Regions from separate parts of the Mus musculus genome. Here region 1 is linked to region 2. A link is a contact called in public Micro-C data. All regions are on one chromosome and are shown on one strand. Each heading gives the region's core, a stretch centred on a gene start, on an enhancer-like site or on the middle of the called end of the contact. The rest is flanking DNA. Distances are from core to core; before and after follow the strand shown. Region 1 overlaps Slc4a4 (solute carrier family 4 (anion exchanger), member 4). Region 2 overlaps Slc4a4 (solute carrier family 4 (anion exchanger), member 4).

What was found. A called contact is a pair of places that touch in the nucleus more often than the background predicts.
Region 1: a Micro-C map of the HL-1 cell line shows a contact between it and region 2, with 2.0 times the contacts expected there. The contact joins two enhancer-like sites. A contact is called at or near these places in 1 of 15 datasets of contacts at CTCF or cohesin (pro-B cells), 3 of 484 Hi-C or Micro-C datasets (CD4 T cells, the HL-1 cell line and nephron progenitors) and 2 of 115 datasets of contacts at active chromatin or transcription factors (bone marrow-derived dendritic cells and neural progenitor cells).

The regions. Positions count from the first base shown.
Region 1 is chr5:89,209,529-89,216,399 of GRCm38.p6, forward strand. Slc4a4 (solute carrier family 4 (anion exchanger), member 4) reads left to right here. Exons shown (of 27, transcript NM_001359211.1): 20 at 4,946-5,124; 21 at 6,193-6,265. Among named protein-coding and RNA genes, the nearest start is that of Gm35855, 13 kb to the right of the region's middle. Within about 2 kb of position 1,718, at least 6 of the 459 cell types and tissues checked have an H3K27ac peak or open chromatin away from gene starts, as enhancers often do. A contact at or near this core is called in the HL-1 cell line, where this site is marked.
Region 2 is chr5:88,976,171-88,983,585 of GRCm38.p6, forward strand. The region is part of intron 3 of Slc4a4 (solute carrier family 4 (anion exchanger), member 4); the gene reads left to right. Among named protein-coding and RNA genes, the nearest start is that of Slc4a4, 93 kb to the left of the region's middle. Within about 2 kb of position 5,726, at least 64 of the 459 cell types and tissues checked have an H3K27ac peak or open chromatin away from gene starts, as enhancers often do. A contact at or near this core is called in the HL-1 cell line, where this site is marked.

The DNA.
Region 1 (6,871 bases), core at 468-2,967, 230 kb after region 2:
AAAAGCCTGAGCAGAGCCAGCTTCCATCTGCAAAGCCAGAGATGTTTCTCCCAAAGCAGTGACTTCAAGAGTCAAGTGTAGGGGGCAGACATCATTCAGGATAGACATTTGGGAGAGAGAGATATCAGATAATCCTGGCAGTCATTTCTCTATGACATACCTTGTGATGGAACATTTAAAATATTTTCAGTTAGTTTTTAATTTAAAAAATAACTTCTGAACTCTACCTTGCTCTATATTTTTTCATTTCTGCCCCTATTATCATAATCTTGGATCTAGTGCTCTTATTCAAGCTAGAGTTTTGTAATAGTTTAGTCAGTCAAGCATAATAACCAACTTCCCTTGCTTTACTTCAACTGCATAATTTTTTGTTTTGAAGGCATCGTTCTTCCACATTGGTGCTACATCTAAAGCGCCTTGGCCATCTAAACATTTGCACCCTAACAGTCTGTTTCTCCCACCTTGACATTTAAAGAACCTTGTGAAAGAACCGCAACCTGGATTTAAAACACTTGGTCTCAAAGTGCCAAGAAATGCTCTGCTTAGACGGCCTTTTGGTTTCTTGCTTCTCACAGCTCTGCTGGAGCCGTGGCTGAGAAGATCTACTCACTCCTCAGTCAGTGCTGTTCACCAAAATCATCTCCATCCTTTAAGTGTTTCTAAATATAACCCTGGTGTCACCTGCATTCACCCCTAACGTAGTTTTTATTGCCCTTGCTTTTTGTTGTTTCCTAGTGATTTATCTTATTCTGTGCTACTGGTCACATGATAGCTCCTACAGTGCAGTGTGTAATTACTTCATCCCTAGTTCTCAGCCAAAATGTTTTTAAAGTAAGCCCCATGGTTTATTCTTCTCTCCAGGTTTTATGTGGCCCACCCCAATTCCATGGTAGCCCCGATAAACTTGTAACTGAAATGCTTTATTATGTTTGTCACATGGTTCCTTGGTTTATGACCCTGGGAGAGAGATGATAGCTGAAGAATGTTCTAGTCCATCACTGCTCCCTCATCCATGGCTGCTTACGTGGATTAAAGCCATATTTAGATGAGACACACTCAAAAGCTTCGTTCTCAGTTCTTTTTCAAACTCATGTGAATTTCTGTTTAGAGTCCAGTTTAATCTTCACATGGATCTGAGCCCTCTCATCCCATTGAGACTTTTTGGAGGAATGTGCTCAAGGACTCAGGTCCTAGAGGCTCATAGCATGCATGATGAATGTTTACCCCATGTCTGTGTAATGCTCCCATTTCTTCTTTTCTTGTCATCTTTGTACTGCATAGTTTCATTTTTGTGGACTTAGTCCTAAATTACTTTGTTCTGTATTAGCAAGGGATGTGCTGTTTCAAAGAGACAGTTTCTGGTTTTGTGCTTAAAACACTTTGCAGTTTCATAAGACAGGACATTCTTTGGGCCATGAAGTCAAGAACATTTTTAGATTGCTTCTTAGATACTGAACATTTGTGCTGGATGCTGAAGGGAAAACTGTTTCAGTATTTGGTCTCTTCCCTGAAAAAAGCATGGAGGTTTGAGCTGACAGCCTTCCTTAGTGTCTGGTATCCTGCATGTGTTTTAGGTCACTCATTTGCCTCCCTGACTTCAGCTAGCTGTCTGCATCCACTGTAAAAAAAAATGGGTGCTTGTCTTACTCATTGTTTAATCAAACACAGGAGCTAAGACAGAATAAGTCTTCAATAAATGTTTACTCAACAATAGTTTGCCACACGAAGGCCCCAGAGTGAGAAGGAACTGGTTGTGTCAAGAAGCAGAGAGCAGGCCAAGGGGACAAGTGAGTCAAGTTGAGGTCAAAGGAAGTAGTAAGCTCAGGTCACACAACACAAGGTTTTAACATTTGTGCTGGTTTGAACAATCCTGTTGGCAGTGGCTATCCTATGTACTGGCAGCCACTTGTCAGCATGTCTGGTCTCTGTCTACAGTTGCCAGTTGTACCTCTTCTCTCAAGTTATGGTACCCAAGAATATCTCCAGACACTACTAGAAGTTGGCCAGGGTGAGAAGTAGGAATAAATGTTCATGTATATCCTTACAGATGGCTTTATACTGTTTCGTTTTCACTATTACTGTATTATAAGTACAAACTGGAAGCCACTGAAAGGTTTGGATCAGGAAAGTGTCACATATTGATTAAGATGGTTGAAGATTAGTCTGTGAGGAGAGTCAGTTGTCAGGGCAAGAGTAACGCAGGGACTCCTGTGCTGGCAACAGCATGGAGGGCTGAAGGGTACTGGTCCTTGTGAAGGAAAAGTCGGGGAGAAGATAGACTTGAACATAGTTTAAATGGAAGAGTAGACTGTGAGTTTGAAGAGTTGCATTTGCTTCCCTCCTGCTGACAGCAGTAAGTGGGGATGGAGAACTGAACGGAACGAGGCTGCTGTAGAATCCAAGAGTCTAGAAAAGCCAGAAGCAATGAGGAGAGAAAGGAGAGGATAAGTCTTATGCTATTGTGAATATTTCTGTTTTCTGTCCTCCTCACAGGTTTTAGATAAGGGTGCACTTTATTTTATTTCCATTCAAAAACTTTATTTTATTTCCATTCAAAAAGTCATTTAGATACTTCTGGCTATGGCATGCCTTTCGGAGAGCTTGTTTTCCTGCGTGTCGTAGCTGGTTTGTAGGAATGGCTTCTCTAAGGTAAACTCTATAGAAGTCAACTATAGAGGTTATAGCAGTAGCTTGGGGCAAAGCTTTTATCATCCCTTTCAATATTATGTTCTTAAGGTTTAGTGTATGTAGGACAATTGACCTAGACATAGTAAGTTTTGCTTGTTAACAAGCCTTGCACATTGATATTTGGCAAAATAAATTCACTGGGCTTTTATTATTTCTGGGCTCCGTGTCCATAAATGACCAGGAAAAAGGAAAGCCAATTTCAGTCTTCAATAAGTAAGACTGAGCCAAGGAGAAGAGTGGGTTGTGTGCTAGTATGAGAAATCATACAAAAGACATTAGTGAGGGAAACACATAGAAGAATTTCGTGTAGCTGAGTGTGTCACTGGTGTAAAACTCAAGATGGGAGAAACAGGAAAGAGGAGACTGTGATCGCTGTCCCTTCTACCAGTGGCCAGACCCTGAATGGCCCTGCAGCAGCAGCATAGACATACACACTGGTAGGAGAGTACACTTCTCAGTATGCAATCGGAATCCAACCACCTCTGCCTTCATGACCATAATTTCTTAAACAAACCACAGCATCTGCCTCCTACCTTTTCCTGCTGTCCTTGACCCTAATCAATTTGTCCATAACACAGTAGTCAACAGTGCTGAGAACACAGCAATCAGATCCTTCTGCTCCTGGAGGTCCTCCAGTGGGATCCTATCTTACTCCCAAAGCAAACCCAAGTTGTTCGGGTTCCTCTTGGGACTTCTACCAAGTAAGATGCTATGTACTCTCAAAATGTATCTTGTTCCTTATTGTCTCTCACAATAGGAGGGTAACTCCAAGAGACCAGTATTTTGTTTGTTTGTTTGTTCACAAGTGTCAGCAGCAGCTAGAATCCTGGCTGGTACTAAGTTGAAAGTTAATGATTTGTTGAAAGAAACACATGATTGAGATTCCACATATATCATGATATTTACTACTTTGGACCTTATAGAACAAGCTTATATCAGCCTACCCCATATTTGCTTTCTTCTCCTCACCTTATTTCATTTTTAATTCACATAGTTATGCATTCCTAAAGTGAACTGATTCCATGCATGTATATTAACATGTGTCTCATGAGCAGACGTCTGTTTCCAGCCAAACTTAACTTTATGAGAACATGCCTTTGCTTCCATGTCAGCTCCTATGCCTTATTCATTCTCTAGAATATGGCTCCGTGTGCAAGCCATGGATAAAACCTTGGCGATTCTGTTAGAGAGGAGCAGTGTTCTGACAAACTGTAACAGGATTCAAATGATAACACTCCCTGGGTTGCTCGTGTAAATCACACCCCGACTTTCCAAAGCCAGCCTCTCGATTCTCTTGAATCAGCCCTAGTCTGACTCTTGGTACTGCTCCCTCATGCTGTGAGAATGGACAGCTCTAGTTTTCCCAGCTCCACAGGGGTATGAGCCTTTGATTTCTTCATAAATAGAGCAGAGAAATATAACCACAGAAAAAACACTGGGGGCATGATGAACTGTATTTACTTAGTGAATAAAAAAGCTAGAACTTTTGTTGCACTGTCTGCTCGTCCAGTCAGTAGATGTTATTGTGAGCATAGGGTGGTGTTTGAAATCCATCTGTTTTGATTAAGGCAGTATTCTCACCTTAATGATGGTGAACAATAGGTGGTTAAACAACCATTCTCACAAGCCATGAGAAGTGAGAGATGGTCATTTACATACCATCTCAGGATTGTTTGGGGGAGCTTTACATGCACCTAGTACCTTCATGATGAGTTGCCTTCTGTTAAATATCATCACACGGAGAAGAGGGTGTGCTGCTTCGTAAGTGCTGGTCATTCTGCCTTAACAATCACTGCCATTCTGACTCCTGCCTCCCTTAGTGAGAGCACTTACTATGTAACAACTATACCCCTGTAAGTTGCTACAAGTTCCTTTGTTGTGATTACTTCATCCAATGGTCCCAGTAACTCTCCAAACATGGTCCCTACCTTCATTTGAGGGGTTACAAAATTGGATGCAGAAAGGTTAATTTATAATGAATAGGTACGTAGAGTAGTAGACATAGGTCTGAATTAATTATTCAGAATTATAATAGGGTAGAATCTGCATAGGTGCTGGAGGAGAAGGCTAAGAGCAGGAGAGTATTCTGCAGAAGGCAATGTCCTGTCTCAATGTGCTTCCTTATAAAAGATACTATAAGAGGTAGTTTTATCAAGCAGAACAAGTTTCATTTGTCAGTCATAACTCCTGTGCCTAACTATAACTAGATGGCAAGTATGAGTGCTTTCTGTTCATATTCTGTGGCTTCTTTCTGCAGAAAGGAGCTGGGTATCACCTGGATCTGTTTTGGGTCGCCATCCTCATGGTGGTATGCTCCTTCATGGCTCTTCCCTGGTATGTGGCTGCTACTGTTATCTCCATTGCCCACATTGACAGTCTGAAGATGGAGACGGAGACATCTGCGCCTGGAGAACAACCAAAATTTCTGGGAGTAAGGTGTGTTGTCTCAGGAAAATGACCCTAAAAAAACCTCATAGGTATACATCTTTGTGTCAATCATAAGGAAGTGGACACAATCTGGGAATAAGATAAATGGTGACGGTTAATTTATTCCTAAATTATCTTCTCCAGGAAGGACATTTTAATAAGGAGGAAAACTAATAACTTTTAGTTCATTTCTTAAAGAACGTCTTGATTAGCACAATATTAAATGAAGCAACAGAAAAAGCTAAGCAAGCGATTAATTTTCTTCAGTATAGAGCTGAGTGCTCTACCTTAGTCATGTGTAAAAGCCTTAAGTCTTCCATGATTTTCATGACTGAAGAAGTAGGAATTCTTGTTTTCCAACCCATTCCTGTTCCCATAAGAACTTGGGAACCTTCAAATATTGGAGTATTTGTGAAGGTCAGTGGTGGAGGACCTCTGTCCTCTCTTGAGTGTTTTGTTTCATTTCTTGTTTTTGGCTTTTGTCGTAGCAAGCTTTGCTCACAAGGGCTAGGGTGAATAGCTCACACAACAGAGCCATCATTTCTCAGGCCTCAACAGTGGGTGATTCTTTCTTAGGGGTGCGGGGTGTTGGATGGGGATCACATTTGTTAAAAAGCACTTCTGTTGTTTCAAATTTGAGAATTAGACTGGTGAGATTTATTGAGCTCATGAAACTTCCCTGAGCTGTTTGTTAATTAGAATGTGGGACAATGTAATATCTGTCTCCTATGAAAGAAGGTATAATTACACAACAGGACAAGTTGTTTGAAAAACAAGAGCTTCAAAGAAGCCAGTAATTCCTGGAGCTGGAGCAAGCAATCTTTCTTTCTTGGTTCTGAAAGGAGCAAAAGCTTTAGAAGAATCACTTTTTTTTTCTTCATGAGTTCCGATCATATATTGTAATAGTTTTAACATTTTTTAAAAGTTTACACTTGTATCTAATTCGTACAATATTCTTGAGATTTGATGTGAGTTATATCAAGACTTTCGATGCCGTAGCTCAACACCGATTTGGTCTTTCTTTGAAGGTTCCTGAAAACTGGAGTTAGACTGATTGGTCTTTGGATTTTGTTTCAGGGAACAACGAGTCACTGGAACCCTTGTGTTTATTCTGACTGGCCTGTCAGTCTTCATGGCTCCCATCCTGAAGGTAAAGATGTAAAACTTTCGTAGCTTTCTCTTCTTTGGAACATTGATAACCAGACACATGAGTGTGAAACACTTGCAAGATTCCATAGCACATGGAAGCAGGGGCCAATAAGAAAAGAGAATTTTAAAATATGTGCCTTGATTTCTCACCCAGTTTCTGTACTTCCTCCCTCACTATTATTTGTGCACTTACTTGTTTGAACCCTCTGACATCACCAATATTGGACCCTCTCCTGATCTGTAGAAGGGCGGTGTCATGCATGTCCATCTGACTAGTCTCCTCTCCACACATGCTTCTTGCTTCCTTTGTCTTTTTATCCATCTCGTTCATCTATTTGCTTGTCCCACCCCTTGCCGGACCCCAACAGGGATCTAATGATTCGCATGATCATGGTGAATTTCTTTGCCCTATTTTTAAATTATAACCATGTTTCTGTTTTTCCTTGAATCAGAAGGCCTGAAAGGGAAACAAGAATAAAATGATGGATTTACAGTTGGAAAACTTTACAAATGAACTTTTGAAGGGTGGTTACATGGTAGAACATTTAAAAGGTTACATGGCAACATATAGGTTGATTGACAGCATGGGTTATCTGTGTAGACAGAG
Region 2 (7,415 bases), core at 4,476-6,975:
GAGGGATGGTTTAATTTGAGATATTGTGTGAAACTGATTTTCTGTTTTCAAGCTTTCAAGGTAAAAGTCAGAAAATATATATTTTTTTACTCCCGAGTGGGTCTCTTCCTCCCCTCCCCAAGTCTTTCTGCAACCCCACCTGTTCTCTCTCCTCTTCCTCCCTTACTCTACCCTCCTCTCCTGTTCTCCACATCTTTACATCCCCTGTCCCCTATACCCCCTTAAGTATTCCCACTCCTGGGAGCTCCCTTCCATGTTCCCGGCACATTTATTCTCTTAATCTCTCCACTCCTGTCCCTTGAGAGCAGAGAGAAACATTACAAAGTGTCTTCTGAAGCCCCTATTCTGAGCAGACTAGACAGCAGAGGGCAAGGAGCCTTGGTCAGGGCGGCACAAATGGTTAACTTGGACCTGTGGTGCTGAAGCAAGGGCTTTCTCCACCACACCACACTTCCTTCCTATGCTGGGCTGTGGCTTCCTAATTCCTACATAATGACTCGCCTGGACCACAGCATGGCCATCTCTCACCAGGATCAGAACCTGAGAAGAGGGGAAGGATTTTCCCAGTCCTTCTTGTGCATGCTTCTCAATGGAGCTGAGGGTGAGATTTCCCTTGGTCAAGTGAGGATGTGGCTGGTGGCCTCTCCTGAAAATGACGACTGCAGGAAAGCACACACTCACATTATGGAGCTGAAGTTTTCCAGGCAATTAGCTTGAGGGAGCACAGACTGAATATGAGAGACCTTCCCCAGGGCCAGCCTCAGAAATGACCTTGGAGCAGAGACTGTCCAAAGGTTTTACATATCCATCACTATTGCCTCGTGGTTATGCCTTATGTAACTGGGATATACTATTAGGAAGGCTACTTGGGTTCCATGTGTGGGTTTTGGTCCTTGTCATCTCGTGGACAGGTGCAGGTTAGCACCACCACCTTGAGGACACAGAACTGGTGGTTCTCACACCACAGATGGCCCCTGTGGCCACTCATTTTAGTTATGCGCTCTCCTCTTGCACCCCATCCCTAGCAACTGTAAATCTACTTTCTCTGACTTCAGTGTAAATTAAATTACATGGTGTGTGAACTCTTTTTCTCTCATAATAGTGCTTCAGAGACTCATCCAAGTTGTGGGTAGTTAATTTTTATTCTTGAGTGGTAGTCTGCAGTGTGTGTAAACTTCCATCAGTTTAAGACGACATTTTGGTTGTTTGCAGTTTGGGGCAATTTCTGACCAGGTTGCTCTGACATATTGTATTCGGAGCTCTGAATGGTCATTAATTTAATTTCTTTGGAAGATGCACGAGATTGCCAGGTTGTATGTAAATGTATATATAACTTTGTGGGAACTTCCACAGCTATCTTTTCCCAAGTAACCCAGTGACTTTGCTTTTGACCAGATTGTAGGAGTGATCCAGTTTCCCTCTCCAGCACTGGATATATTCCTTTTTTGTTTGAGACAGGATCTTGCTATGATGGCTACAGACTGGCTTTGAAATCTCTATGTAGCCTTGGCCTCTAACTTGTGGTGATCCTCCTGCTTCAGCTTCTTGAGTGCTGGGGTAACAGATACATATCACTATGCCTAGCTCATTTCTCTCCCTCCTTTCCCCTTCCCCTTCCTTCTTTTTCTTTTCTTCTCTTTGTGTATATGTATAGTTTGCACTGAACTCAAGCATGTTAGGTATTGACCCAGCCCTCATCCACTCAATTCTAAACATGTATTTGTTTTAGTAAGTAGCTATTGGTAATAGAACCATGGCTCTAACTTTTATGTTCCTAATGGCTAATGATATTCAAATCTTGTTTTCTATTTGTAGAGGCTTTCTGTTAAACTCTCCCAGGATATCTTTCGTTTATTTTCTAGTGGGATTAAAACAAAAACTATTAAGTTTGGAGAATTCTGTATATATTCTCTCTATAAATTCTTTGTCAGATATATAAGTTGCAAACATTTTACTCTTGGATATAGGTTATTCTTCACAGCTTTATTTAAGCACAATTAGCAAAGTTGTATAAATTAAAAAAATATAGTAGGATGTTTGTATATGCATATGTATTTCAAAAGGATTATCATAACAATGCCAGATAGGCTATTACCTTACCTAATTACTACTTTTGTTGTGTGTGGAATATTTAAGAACTACTTTATTTTTTTTTATTTATTGATTTATTTTTTTATTTTTTTAAAAATATTTTTATTATGTATTTTTCTCATTTACATTTCCAATGCTATCCCAAAAGTCCCCCATACCCTCCCCCCCACTCCCCTACCCACCTACTCCCACTTTTTGGCCCTGGCATTCCCCTGAATTGGGGCATATAAAGTTTGCAAGTCCAATGGGCCTCTCTTTCCAGTGATGGCCAACTAGGCCATCTTTTGATACATATGCAGCTAGAGTCAAGAGCTCAGGGGTACTGCTTAGTTCATAATGTTGTTCCACCTATAGGGTTGCAGATCCCTTTAGCTCCTTGGGTACTTTCTCTAGCTCCTCCATTGGGGGCCCTGTGATCCATGCAATAGCTGACTGTGAGCATCCACTTCTGTGTTTGCTAGGCTCCGGCATAGTCTCACAAGAGAGAGCTCTATCTGGGTCCTTTCAGCAAAATCTTGCTAGTGTGTGCAATGGTGTCAGCGTTTGGAAGCTGATTATGGGATGGATCTCCTGATATGGCAATCACTAGATGGTCCATCCTTTCGTCACAGCTCCAAACTTTGTCTCTGTAACTCCTTCCATGGGTGTTTTGTTCCCAATTCTAAGAAGGGGCAAAGTGTCCACACTTTGGTCTTCGTTCTTCTTGAGTTTCATGCGTTTAGCAAATTGTATCTTATATCTTAGGTATCCTAAGTTAAAAACTACTTTAAACCTGAACATTTGGACTCTCTGACAAGCATCTCCCTATGACCCCTACTTGCAAACTCCTGTGGCCGACATTCTATTCTTTGCTCTGTTGACTCTTAGATTTCCCATATGAGAGATTTTATTAGACTTGTCTTCTCTGGCTTGTTTTACTTAGCACAAGTTTCTTTCATGATATCTCAGTGGTAAGATTTTTCTCTGTTTTATGATTGAATAGTTTCTAGTTTACGTGTGTGTGTGTGTGTCTGTACATAAATGTATTTGTGTGAACACACCACAATTTATCCACTCATTGGTGCTGGACACGTTGGTTCTTCCCATGAGATAGTAGTTTTTATTGCCTTTGGATATACAGAAGTGGGATTTTAAATACCGTAGTGTCCAGTTTTCAACATCTGGAGGAATCTGTTACTTTCTATAATGGTTGCACCAATTTACATCTCATAAGAATGCTTGTGTTCTTTTCTAGACACATTTGTACATGTTCTTTCTATCTTTCTGCCATTCAAATGTCTTAAGGGTGTGTAGTAGGATCTTGCTGTGTTTGGCATTTCTTGGCTTACTTGTGCTATTGGGCACTTTTCATATACTTTGGGTTATGTCTTCCTGTACGTGAGCCAGTTTGGATCTGTTTATCTTCCCCCATTGCAACTGAGTTGCATGAGTTTCTCATATATTTTTTTGGATCTTACCCCATATCACATAGATGGCTTATAAGAATTTCCCTCTGTTCCAGAGGTTGCTTTTTGATTTTGTTGATTATTTTCTTTCCCATGCAGAAGCCTTTCAGCTTGACCCAGCCTTACTTGTTCACTGTTGCTTTTATTGCTTGATTTCTGGTGACTATCCAAGAACCACTGCCAGATCCAGTGTGACAGTGGGCCTTTCCTTACATTGTTTTCTAGGAGTGTCATAGCTTCTGCTCTCGAACTCAGTTGATTTCAAGTGACTCTTGTGAGGGTAGAAGTCAGGGTGGCAAATTCTTTTCTAGCCTGCAGCTCATCTTCACATTCTCTTAACAGATTCTCTGAAAAAGGAAGTTGTAAGCTTTGATGAAGTCCACTTTATCATTTCCACCTCCTTTTGTGGGTCACAGTTTTGCTTCTTGCCTATAACCTCTTAACTGGCATCTCTGGTCTTGAGGGTTCTCTCTTTTCTTATCATATCAGAGTTTTGGGAGTTGCCTGTGTGGCTCAGTGGGTCGAGTGCTTGCTTAGCATTCAGAAAGCCCTGGTCTGGGCTCTGTCTCCAGCCTTGCTTGCCCACTTTTGCTTTTGCTACCCGTAGCAGTAATCTATTACCGATGCTAACGAAATAGGAACTACTGATTTGTCTTGAACAATGTGTGACTTGGATGGTGGAGATGAGGAGACATTTGACTGATTTTCTTACTCTCGCCCCCTTTTGTGGTTGTTTCGATTTTCCAAATAAGATAGCTGTATAATACAAATGATTACTTTCTTATTTGTAAGACATGAATTTTTGCTTAGCAATTGGAGTTCTGAAAAAGAGTATTTGCTGCTTCTTCTTTCTTTCTTTTTTTAAAAACAAATATGTTTTAAAAACTTTAAATGTTTAGCTTATAGTCTACACAGAAAAGAAATAGAAGAATTTTCTGAATTCTTAGGAAGGGAAATGTAGTCATTGCTTTGATAAAATTACAAGGAGACTCCACGGGAAGCTCCCATTTAGCCAGTTCAGTATAGTATATGACAGTGGATGGGGTCGGAGTTCATGAGAAGAGCAGTCCTGACATTGATTGACACAGGTCAGAAACTATCAGAATCAGAATGAGGAAGAGGTCACCTGTGTCTTGTGCCTATACTTTTGAAACATACAAAGAAAGAGGAACAACTATATTTAAAGTTGATGTCTGACAATATTGAGTAGATTTATCTTATCCTTATATAATTTTATCGTGCACAAAATTTTATCGTGAAGTTAGCTGAGAATTCTATGCTACTCCGTGACTTTTATGATATCCCCAAACTGTTTATCTGTCCTAGTGTGCCATTAAACAGTTGCCAAGGCTCTGAACATTTGTGAATTTCAGTATTTCTTCCTCTTCCAGTCCTGCTTAGTGGTCTTAGATCTTTGAGTGAAAACTCTCTTTTTGTCTGTGTAAATACACTCTTTCATGGTGATAGTTCTTGGGCTACAGGGACAACGTGGGTCTGGAGTGTTTGCAGGGGTTAGAATGTGCACAGGGCTGACACAGTTGACTTACAAGGGATCTTCTCTTTCTTTCTCGTGGCAGAATGAGAGCTGCCTCAGTGGTGTCTTGACCTTTTCAGGTGAGAAGGCAGCAGAATGTTGGCAGAAGACAAGGGCAGGCCACCCTTCTCTCAGACATGTAAGCCCAGAGCCTCATTACCTCTGTTCCCAGGAAAGGAACTGTGAGCCTGTCCCAGGAGTGGCTTTGACTTAGTGTTATTGCTATATGACCCCCATGTTCTTTCCTTAAGTTGCATCACCTTGGAGATCACCAATATACACATTAAGGATTTATTGCCCTGTACAGAAATGGGAAATCAACTCAGATTGAGTCTGAAACTGATTACTTTCCTTCTACAAAATTTCCACTGGTTTTGTGTGCGGTCCAGTCCCTAGGAACCTCCCTGTAGAATTCAGTGTAAGCTGATCTCACGCTGGTCTACGGTGTCATCCGTTCTTACCCAAGTGCTTGGTGAGCTTTTTATAGTCCCCTCACTGCAGAGCCTCCCCCTTCTGCTTCCTCATTATGCTAAACGAGGAGACTGAAAGATCATTTTAGAATTTTCTCAGCGGTCTGCTTTCAGGAACTTAGCTGTTTCCCTTTTATTTATCTTGACTTCTGAAGTCTGTAAACTTCTGCTGGAACTGGCCCACAGTGATAAGAGTAACCAGAGAAGTTCTTGCAGTAGTGTGATGTCATAGGTAAAAAATAAGCCTATATCAGCTTTATTTCCCAGAATGGAAGTAGAGGGCTGCTATTTGTAATTTAGACCGGGGTCATCGTAACTCCTGTGCTCTCCACCCGTTCTTTCTTCTCTCTTAGTGGTGAGAAGGCTTGCTTTCTATCCTAGTTTTCCTTTCCTTCTTCCTTTCTTTGGGGGGAGGGGGAGGATTGTGGGGGGTAGAATTTAAATGCTAATGAAGTTCAAGAGCCAGCTGATCTCTGCTCTACTAAAGGAGAAATCTTTGCTATGGCTATCTGGACTGATCATAATTTATACTCCTAGGGCCAGAGAACTCATTGCTTCACATGGTGGCCCATTCCATTTGTAGAGGGTTTTAATTGCTAAAAAAAAAGCCTTCCCATATATTGACTCAAAGTTAGCCTTCTTGTGATTTTTTGACCCTTTGGTCTTAGTTGTGTGCTTACTGATTCAATTAATCCCTTTCCTACATAAAAGCCCTTGAAAATAAGAAAGAATTATAACATTTCTTCTCAGCCTTGGGTGACTTGATGGTTTTATGAGCTTCTATTTATTTCTCTTCTCCTGGGTCACTGCTAACGCTGTCAGAACAAACATTACTATTCCAAGCTGATGTTGAAGTCAGTCATTTCTCTTCTGACCATTCTAGCACAATGTAACTAACACCCATGCGTTTGGTTGTGGGTTCCTTTGCTCTTGAGATTCTTCTTGAATGCATGGTATCTGGATTCCTACACTTTCAGTGTCACTTCTTATCTCTAATTTATGCTTTTGTCCTAGTTAGGGTTTCTAATGCTCCGAGGAAACACCATGACCAAAATGCAAGTTGGGGAGGAAAGGGTTTATTCTGCTTGCACTTCCACATTGCTGTTCATCAACAAAGGATGTTATGCTAGGAACTCAAACAGGGCAGGAATGTGGAGGCAGGAGCTGATGCAGAGGCCATGGAGGGATGCTGCTTCCTGGATTGCTTTACATGGTGTACTTAGCCTTCTTTCTTTACAGAGCCCAAGCCCACCAGCCCAGAGATGGCACCACCCACAATAGGCTGGGCCCTCCCCCATCCATGACTAATGGAGAAAATGCCTTACAACTGGATCTTATGGAGGTCTTTTCTTAACCAAGGCTCCTTCCACTGTTGACTCCAGCTTCTGTTAAGGTGACACCCCAAACCAGCCAGTACAGCTGTCCTGTTCTCACCTCTAGTTTTCTGATGTCCCCTGCTTTGGTCACTTTGAATGTCCTCCTACAAACCTGCATCTTTCATTGACAGCCATCAGATTGATGTTCTCAAGGGAGATTGACCAGATCAGTGTGTAGCCATGAGCAGTAGGCCTTGGAATGCACTTTCCAGATGGTGTCCTGCAATGGGGGACCAGCAGACACACAATCCAACTATCCCCACTTCTCTACAGTACCTGGGTGTGGCCCCACTGACTCAGTTGTTAAATATCTCAATGTGGCAAGAAGATGCCATTCCTTTGTGTCAAAAGCTGTACTCCCTGTCAAGGATTTAATGCAGGATGCTGCTGAGTCAGTCAGGGGGATAAGGCTAGCTGTTTTGCTTAATAAGTTCATGTGAATGATGCGATCGTTTAATCAAAAGAGGAAATATACATAATTTCTTGACATAATAGGTTC